2 separate regions of the Mus musculus genome follow, and region 1 is linked to region 2. A link is a contact called in public promoter capture Hi-C data. All regions are on one chromosome and are shown on one strand. Each heading gives the region's core, a stretch centred on a gene start, on an enhancer-like site or on the middle of the called end of the contact. The rest is flanking DNA. Distances are from core to core; before and after follow the strand shown. Region 1 holds the start of Tinagl1 (tubulointerstitial nephritis antigen-like 1). Region 2 holds the start of C330020E22Rik (RIKEN cDNA C330020E22 gene).

Region 1 (4,558 bases), core at 82-2,581, 790 kb after region 2:
GACAGGAAGGACTTCCGTAGTTCTCCTACTGGGACAGGGAAAGGACACGTGCAGGCCATTCTCAGAGGTGCTGAATCCTAAGTGAGGTCTCTGGCTATGACAACCTGGCTGGGCCCTTCGTGCTCTATCAGCCTCAGGATGAGTCAGCAGGTGGGGCTGCCACCTTCCCCATACTGACTGAGAGATAGTGCTGGAGCCTGTCTGCCCTGCCCTAGGGCCTAACAGGACTATTTTTTTTCAGTGTTGCTTGAAAGAGTCAAGTAAGACCACACGAGGGACTTCCAGAGGGGCAGGAAACAGGGTGAGGATTTCTTTTCTACATTTTTCAAAGCCTGGAAATACCCATTATCAGCCTTGTTCCTGAGCCTCGTTGGGACTGGGAGTGACAAGGTGGCCGCTCTGCTGGCCATCTCGGTGCCCACCTTGGACGGGAGGGAAGGGGGGTGGAATCCCGAGGCAGAAGTCCCAGAAGTCGGGGCAGCAGTCAGAGACGGTGCGGTTGCAGAAGAGGTCACAGTAACAGGTGGCTCCCAGGTAGGGCAGGGCACACTCGTCAGCACGGCCTCGACAGCACATGTCCTGCTCTTGGCAGTATCTGCCACCGGCGTCCCGGATGCCCCGCAGGTGCAGCCCTGGCGCCAGCTCCCTGCGCCAACGACTCCGCCGGGCCTCCAGGGCAGCCTGGCCAGCCAGCAGCAGCAAGAGCAGCCCCAGCCAACATCCCCACATGGTGCCTCCTAGACCCGAGGAGAACAGAGGTCAGGGGTCAGAGGTGTTGGCTTCTGGAGACTCCCTAACAAACGTCAAGGGTGGGTCTCCCTTCACACGTCCTGGAGCTTTCCTAGGAGGCTCAGCAAAGCGGGGAACCCTGACTCCCGAGTCTCCGGGAGGGAAAAGACAGCACTAGATGTCAGTCCACTCATGGGACAAGAAGTAGACCCCCCTCCCTGACCTGTTTAGGGACTGTCATGGACAAGGAAATGGGACCTTGACATTTCCAACACGCATTCTCCTCTCCTGCCCTTGGTCCCTCTACCTCTCTGACGCATCTGAGTTGGATTGTTGACTCTGTGTTTCCTCCTTATGCATGCCCCCGCCCTTCTGTCCTTGTGTCCCTCTGACCCTCTGCTCTGCGTCCCTCTGACCCTCTCCTCTGTGCCTCTCTGCCCTGGGTCCTTCTCCCTCAGTGTGCCCCCTCCTCGCTGCTCCTTCTCTCAACACCCTCTACCCTCTGATCAGGGAGAGTCCCTACCTGGTGAGGGGTGTGGGCTGGACCCAGGCTGCCCTGCGCGCCTCCGCCTCCAAGCTCGAGACTGCCAGACCGAGTCAAGTGAGGAGCGCAGGGCGGGACGCTTTTTGTACCGCCCTGCCGGCAGCACCCGCCCCAACCCCGGACTGTGGGAGGGGAGGGCGGGGCCCACTTGTAGGTACCTGGAGTAGCCCTTAGCTCCGAGGGAACGGCTTAAGGACAATGTGTACGCGACTGTCCTCCTTGAGGGATCTCTTGTCAATGGAACCCTCTTCTTAGGGAGCAGAACTGCAACTCACGGAGAAAGAATTGTGGACTGATAGTAGGAAGGACTTTCCCAGCGATTTTACGAAGCTGAAAACGTGAACAGAAGCGGGCGAGGAGGCAGCTACGATCAGAGTTCAGGACTTGATAGGGACCAAGAGCTAGGGGCAAAAATCTCTAACCCCCCCCCCCAACCCGGCCCTCCAGGAAGAAAAATAGCCAGGCACATCCTTGACCCAGTGACCCTGGGCTGGGGGCCACTCCAAGCCACAGCAGCTCCCAGGAATGACAGGAATTCCCAAGGGATGATTCAGGAAGCTGCCTAGGCTCACGGAGCTCCGGGCAGCTCCTCCCCAGGAGGTGGGTGCGGTGCGGAGTCTGAGCTTACCCAGCCGCCCCTTGTGGGGTCTGCCCTCCCCCAGTGATGGGCACCTTGCCCAACACTGCCCCCTCCACCAGGCCCAAGGGCATCCTTCTTGGCCCAAGGTCCCGTGGCGGGCCCCACATCAAGGGCCCTGGCAGCTGGGGCCCCCTGCAGAGCCCCTTTCCGTTTCTGGTCTAACCTTTGCCTTGCCCTCACACAATGGGGCTTCTGTCCCTTGAGGCCTTCCGGCTGTCACTTTGTGCCTCCCCATTGTGCAAGCTCCTTCTTCCAACAGATTGGGCCCAGGGCCAGAGGACTCTCTAGGTGGAGGAAGGACACCACACCTAGACAGTTATCCTAGCCTTCTCTGGGGCAAGCAGGAGCGCGGGGATTCTCTTAGTTCTCCGAGACACCTCCCCTTAGCTGTCACTCTCTGCAGAGAGCAGTCAGTACAAGGGATTCTTGTGACCGAGCTACCCCCTGCTGTGAGGCAAGGGTGGTGAGGCACCAGGGGGTGCGGAAGCACCCAACATACAGACCTATCCATTCGTACTCTGAAAGGATCTGAGAGCACGAAGCCTAAAAGATAAACTGAGGCTCAAGAGAACAGACAAGGTCTGGATGCAGCTTCCTTGATAGAGTGCTTGCTTAGCGTGTACAGAGCCCTGAGTTCGTGTTTAGCATCGTATAAAAACTGTGGGGCTGGTGAGAATGGCTCAGTGGGCAATGGGGCTTGCCACTATACTGACGACCTGAGTTCAGCCTCTGGAATCTAGACGATGGAGAGAGAGAATAGAGTCCACAAAGCCATCCTCATAAGTCTAATGCACACAGACTGTATGTGTGCACGCATGCACATACACACCACACACACACACACACACACACACACACACACACACACACACACTTGTGCTGTAGCACATGTCAGTATTCCCAGCACTCAGGAACTGGAGGCAGAAGGATCAGAAGTTCAGGTGTGTAGCCTGTTCAAAGCCACCTTATGCTATGTGAAACCAGGAAGTGGGCGTGGCGGGGGGTGGGGGGCAGGGCACAAGTGAGTGCAGACTTATCCAAGGTTCCACAGCCAGAACACAGGCTACCCAGTGTATTCTCTCTCCTGAGGCACCCTTAGTCATATGACAGGTCTCAAGATCCTGCTGGCTGGGAAGCCCCCCCTTTCCTATTCAATCTCGATTCATCAAATCGAAAGGCAGATAGATCCCTCAGAACTGCCAACATCATCTCCCCTGGGAGGAGACTGGCTTCAACAGAACAGGCCTGGTACCTGCTTTCATGGGTCAGTCTCAAAATTCTGAGGGCTAGAGGCCATAACATTGGGTCTACCTTTGCCAAAGAGCACCCCTTCCCTGTGAGCTGCTGTGTGTGATTTCTCTCTCTCTCTCTCTCTCTCTCTCTCTCTCTCTCTCTCTCTCTCTCTCTCTCTCCCCCTCTGGCACTCACTTGCGTGAGTGAGTGTGTGTGTGTGTGTGTGTGTGTGTGTGTGTGTGTGTGTGTGTGTCTTGCTATATCCCCTGTGTGCCTCTACCTTTTTTTGGCTCTCTTTTGGTTCTTGCCTGCCTACGGAATTACCTGTCTACCTGCTATGCTCCTGTGTGTCCGTGCCCTTAGAGCTGTGTGGACAGTGTGTGTCTCTGTGACTATCCTGGGTCTGTCTGCGTGTCCAGTGTCCGTTTGTGTAAGCTGCTGGTGTCAGAATGTCGTTGAAAGCCTCTCCTACTTGTAAACACCTGTCTACTAGATGCCTGTGGACGAGCTGGGGGAACAGGGGTAGGTAGTGGGTAGCTGTTTGCCTGTCTGTGTCTGTCTGTCTACAGGAGACAGGAACTTGGAGCAGGGAGGAGGGTGGGGCCGGATCACCCCTCCACCCCTTACCCCTGTCATCACAGAGTCTGGCTCAGAGCCCACCTCAGTGGAGTCGCATGACTCATTAGATTCCTTGGCCAAGAAGCAGAGGAAAGGGCAGGGCCTGGGGGTGCCAGGGACCCCACTTTCCTGTTCCGCACAACCATCCTGGTGACTCACTTTCTAAATCTTGCTCAGAATGGGACCTTGTCCTAGAGCCTGTGACAGAACAACAGGCAAGGGACACCAGCAAGGGACACCTCTGTGCCCAGCCATCCTCTGAGACTCTATGGTGACTCTCCTCCCTCAGATGGAACCCTAAGCAGGCTGTCCCTCTCTGGGCCTTGTTTTCCTACATGTTAGCACAGCCTCCCAGGGCCTTCTTGAATTTTTTTCATTCTGCAGGTGAGACGAAGCCAGCCAGAACTGGTAATGTGACTAAAGATTCACAGCAGAGGGCTCCTTTCGTTTTCCTGTAGAGACTCAAAGCTCCTCTCCACTGTTCCTGGAATCCAGAGACTGTTCTAACGAGGCTGAACAAGGCAGCCATGCTCCACCAAGTCTCTGGAATTGAGCAATCCAAACGGCACTCGGGCCAGGGCTAGTAAGCTTCTGTGTGCCCCTTAGTTATCTGGACAAGTCCAGGGCTTCAGGCAATGTTGCTGGAGACTGAGACACAGATCCACGCTGGAAGCGATAGCACAGTCTGTGGGGTGTGTTGTGGTATGCTGGGCTTTCCTAAGGCTAAGGCATGGCAAGTGTGTTTAAATGTTCTCCTGGAGCGCTCAGCTGGCCGGATGCTGGCCCAGTGAGCA
Region 2 (5,242 bases), core at 106-2,605:
CTTTCCAGCACAGAGGCTGCGCTGCCCCTCCCCCAGAAGCCCCTCCCTACATGATGCAGACATTTTGGTCTCCTCTTGCTCCCTGCCTTCTCCACATTTTCTCTCTCCCTGCGGACTTCCGAATTTTCTCTTTCTCTTCCCCGTCCCCTCTGTCTCCCTCCCTATGGTGACTTCCCTGTCTCATTCCTTGGGACCAGTGAACCCACCCAAGAGCTGCCCCCTCAATAAACCTGCCTTTGTATGATTTAGCTGGGATTGGCTGATTTCATCAGCAGAGAATAATTTATCAACCTACTAAGTGCAAGGTGTTTCTTGTTGTCTCTTGAAATACAATAGTGAAGCCGGGCGTGGTGGTGCATGCCTTTAATCCCAGCAGAGGCAGGTGGATTTCTGAGTTCGAGGCCAGCCTGGTCTACAAAGTGAGTTCCAGGACAGCCAGGGCTACACAGAGAAACCCTATCTCGAAAAAAACACAGACAGACAGACAGACAGACAGACAGAAAGACAGTAGTGAATAAAAACTCTTAGCCCAGTAGGGCAATAATCCAGCTCTCAAGAGGCAGAAGCAGGAGGATCTCTTGCAAGGATCCGTGATTAGCAGAATAATGATACTGGAGACTCAAATAGCTAGCGTGTGCAAAAGCAAAGAGTTTTGTTTTGTTTTTTTATTCTGCAGAAGTCCAGCATGCAGGGGTCTACCATTTACCAAGATGGAGACACCCATGTGAGCGCACAGGCACAATTTAAAGCAGATTAGAATTCCTGGGGGGGGGGGGGATGACCTTTATCTTGATTGGTTGGCTCGATCTCTAGGAGTATGGGTGTCTTTGGGATTGGCTAGGGCTCTGGAGACTTCCCAGAACTGTTGGGGGAGCCTGGAAACTGTTGCTGGGGAGCCTGGAAACTGTTCCTGACTCTTTGCTCTTGCGGTGGTCACGTGGTACGGCGGCTTCCGATGGAGAGGCAGCTTCTGATTGGCTGCCCCGGGCCTGGTATTATTATTATTATTTTTTTTTATTTAGTAACCGACTTGAACAGTCTTGCCCAGGCCTAGAAATTTAGGTCTAGTCTCCACAACTACCAGTTTGAAGCCTGTCATGGAGTCAGCCTGTCTCGGTCCTCTCTGCGTTCCAGGCCAGCCTAGTCTACAGAGCGAGTTCCAGCACAGCCAGGGCTGTTACACAGAGAAATCTTCTCTTGAAAAAAAACACAAAAACAAGAGTCAGGCATGATGGTGGTTGTGTAACTGTCCCTCTGGGATTAAAACATTCCATCCCTCAGGGAGTCAAGCAACAGAAAAATAACTTCAAGAACTCCCTGAAACTGGACAGATTCCCCAAGTCCCTCCCTGCTGCAGGAAGCAGAGCTGAGCTTTACAGACTCAGAGCAGAAGAGCTGTCCTGAAGAGATGTAGTTCAGTGGAGGTACCAGGGAAAGGACTCTCTCCAGCCTGCAGGCTGTCACTCCTGCTGGCTGGGCCTGGATGGTGCCTGAAGGCTGCAGTGGGCTCCTGCTTTCCCAGCTCCTGTGAGCTTTCACTCCTGTTGGATGGTGCCTTTCAGTCATTTCTGCTGCTGTAAGTAGCCCATCACCCACATTCCTGTAAGTAACCCCAATGAAGTTCATTGTTTCACCAAGCTGGACTCTGGTGGTTTCTGTACTTTAGCCTGTCATGGGTTTCCTATCTGGGTGGGTAGAGAGGAGTATGCTGTGTTCCCCAGGAAGAGTTTTTGTCACACAACAGTGACACACATCTTCAATCCCAGTACCTGGGAGGCAGAGGTAGCCAGAACCACTGTGGGTTCAGGACAGCTTGATCTACATAGATAGTACCAGCCTATCGGGACTGTCAAAAAAAAAAAAAAGAAAAAGAAAAGAAAGAAAGAAAAGGAGGAGCTTAGAAGACCAGTTTATGTTGTCTGTTTGTTTAGTTTTAGTTTGGTGGAATCAAGAGAGTCATAAAGACAATAAAAACCAGCTTGGAGATGCTGAAAATGAGGTATCTCTGTGCTAGAGGCAGACATCTTCATCCTTTCCTTATGTGTGTCATACAGAAGGACATCTTCATCCTCTCTGTTTGCATGTCCTCCAAAACCCATAATTTTGAGAATTCTTTACCTTGTGGTTAACTGGTAGGAAGTAGAGCCTACCTTCTGCAATAGAATATGAAAATACCAATGGCTCGATTTCCCAGAATTCCTTGCAGATACAAAGGCCATTGTGTACACTTTGACAATCAGATGTACCACTTTGAAGAGGGAGTTACAACACCAATACCCAAGAACCACAGAGGACCCTTTCCCAGCAGCAGCGACAGTTACAGCAGTAGCTCCGGGTGCCATGGGACCATGCCTGGAATGGTATCACCATCACCTCGGTCCAATGCTCTTGTGCTGGCTGGCAGTCCCTGGTTGCCAAGAGCAGTGTTGGTGTCCTCTCTGGGACAGTTATGCTATGACTTTGGCTATTGTTCCTGGCTGCCTTCCATCCTTGTGTTTGAACTCTTCCTGTGAACTTCTAATATAAATTCATTTCTGCTTAAGTTAGAATCTTTTTTTTTTTTTTAAAGATTTATTTATTTATTATATGAAAGTACACTGTAGTTGTCTTCAGATACACCAGAAGAGAGCATCAGATCTCATTACGGGTGGTTGTGAGCCACCATGTGGTTGCTGGGATTTGAACTTTGGACCTTTGGAAGAGCAGTCGGGTGCTCTTACCCACTGAGCCATCTCACCAGCCCCTTAAGTTAGAATCTTAATAAGTAAGTTGTTTGAGATAAATATTAGTCATCGACAGCTGTTGGTAACACAAGCCTTTAACTCTACTGCTTAGAAGGTCTCAAAAAGCAAATTGGGAAGGAAAGTGTTCTTTTGGCTCACAAGGACCAATCTCAGGCCACCTTTGAAACCCAGGGCAGGAGCCTGAAGGCTGGAACTGAGGCAGAACCTAGAGAGAGGTTACTACTGCCCTGTAGGAGCCACCTCCATTCAAGGCCAGCCTGGATTCTATGAGACCCTAGCTCTTGAAACACAATTTGTCAGCTGTGTTATATAGATCTGAATGAAATCATTCATTTGGGTAGCGAGAATCTGAACCGAGAGGAGAGAGTTTGGATCTAGGGAGGGGGGAGGGAGAATCTGAACCGAGTGGAGAGAGTTTGGATCTAGGGAGGAGGGAGGGAGTGTCCTCTGCTTTACAACCAGCAGGGAGACAAGCTGGGGGAGGGAAGGGTGAAACTCAATTCAGCCCAGTCTAGGAAACCAGCGCTGAGCCAAGACTTCCAGAGCCTGACCACCAGTTTGTTTATTTTAGCACAGTGCAAATTTGGAAGAAGCTTTCTGATAACCATGAACTCATTTCCTAGAAGACGACAAAGCTTAAGACGTGCTGACACTGAAGTTCTTTATAAAGTACATATGGCTTTGTTGTCCATGAGATTTTTTTTAATATTATTTTTTTATGTATGTGAGCACACTGTAGCTGTCTTCAGACACACCAAAAGAGGGCATCAGACCCCATTACAGATGGTTGTGAGTCACCATTTGGTTGCGGGAATTGGACTCAGGACCTCTGGAAGAGCAGTCAGTGCTCTTAACCCCTGAGCCATCTCTCCAGCCCAAAGCGTTCCTGTTGATTTAGAAACAATGCTCAAGGGTCTAGGGAGAAAGACAGAAGCAAACATGATCCATCTGGGAGCCAGGACTTGGCCTGGCCCTGCGATAACAGAGAAGTCACTTTGGCTGTTGTAAAGCAAAGCAAAAAATGACATCTCTCAAAGATGAGTTTTACAGCCTAGAAGTAACGCTCAGGGTCTGGAGAGATGGCTCAGCAGGTAAGAGCACTGACTGCTCTTCAGAAGGTCCTGAGTTCAAATCCCAGCAACCACATGGTGGCTCACAACCATCTGTAATGAGATTGGATGCCCTCTTCTGGAGTGTCGGAAGACAGCTACAGTGTACTTACATATAATAAATAAATAAATAAATCTTAAAAAAAAAAAAAAGTAATGCTCAGCTCAAGGTGTGAAAGGGAGAGGGGCTAGGACAAGTGAAACATAGTTTCTGGGAGATACAGGCTGTCATTTGACAGCCCAGGACCAACAGCTTGTAAACTACATCCATTCCCAGCATTCTAGGAGAAGGGCAAATTGAACATAGTGCTCCTTTGAAGGACACCTGCGAGTTTAGCGTTCCTGGCGTCTGCAGTGCTTACCTGTGTGCTCAAGGACTTTTCTGAAGGGATCAAGCTGGAGTTTGGTTTGGTTTGGTTTGGTTTGCTCTTTTGTTTCCTTGGCACAAACCGGGTTCTTATGGGAAGAGGAAGTTCAGTTGAGAAGACACCTCCATCGGATTGAACTGTATACGCAGTCTGTGGGGGCATTTTCTTGATTGACGGTCAATGTGGGAGGACCCGGGTCACTGTGGGCAGTGCCACCCCTGAGCAGGTGAGCATAGTCTGAGGAAGAAGGTAAGCTGGGCAAGCCATGGGGATCGAGGCAATAAGTAATGTTCCTGCTTCCAAGTTACTTCCTTGTTTGAAATCCTGCCCTGGCTTCCGTCAGTGATGGGCGGTGATCAGGACACGGAAGCCAAGTGAAACCTTTCCTCTCCAAGTTGCTTTTAACCATGGTGTTTATCGCAGCAATAGAAAGCATATTAAGGTAGGCGGTTTTGTTTTGTAGTGGATCTCCCCATGTAGCCGTACTAACCTTGAATCCCCTCCCTGCCATGGCTTCATAAGTGCTAGGATTACAGACATGTGGACATGTGCCACCCCTCTTGTCTGGGACTTTTTGTTTGTTTGTTTTGTTTTGTGTTGTTTTTCGAGACAGAGTTTCTCTGTGTAGCTCTGGCTGTCCTGGAACTCACTTTGTAGACCAGGCTGGCCTCGAACTCAGAGATCCACCTGTCTCTGCCTCCCAAGTGCTGGGATTAAAGGTGTGCACCACTACCACCCAGCTTTTGCTTTTTTTTTTTTTAATTTTATTTTTATTTATTTATTTATTTCATGTATATGTCGAGTCCTTCATCTAATAGACAGAAGAAGATGAAATTGCAAGTGAATCTGAGAAGAGACTGGGGGAGGGGCAGACATGGGATGATAGTCACTGAAGCTGTAGACTTTTTTTTTTAAGAATTATTCATTTTATGTGTATGAGTACACTTCTTCAGACACATCCGAAGAGGGCGTCAGATCTCATTACAGATGGTTGTGAGCCACCATGTGGTTGCTGGGAATT

Evidence for each region. Promoter capture Hi-C pulls out the DNA fragments that hold promoters and counts their contacts.
Region 1: a promoter capture Hi-C map of liver shows a contact between it and region 2, with 2.9 times the contacts expected there. The contact joins the promoter of Tinagl1 here to the promoter of C330020E22Rik in region 2. A contact is called at or near these places in 2 of 39 promoter capture datasets (liver and pre-B cells).

The regions. Positions count from the first base shown.
Region 1 is chr4:130,173,471-130,178,028 of GRCm38.p6, forward strand. Tinagl1 (tubulointerstitial nephritis antigen-like 1) reads right to left here and starts at 1,332. Exons shown (of 12, transcript NM_001168333.1): 1 at 1,253-1,332; 2 at 423-737. The coding sequence starts at 729. It overlaps Gm52490 (a long non-coding RNA gene), which reads left to right. Exons shown (of 3, transcript XR_003955116.1): 2 at 242-301; 3 at 4,149-4,558.
Region 2 is chr4:129,381,364-129,386,605 of GRCm38.p6, forward strand. It overlaps C330020E22Rik (RIKEN cDNA C330020E22 gene), which reads left to right and starts at 1,356. Exons shown (of 3, transcript NR_151530.1): 1 at 1,356-1,602.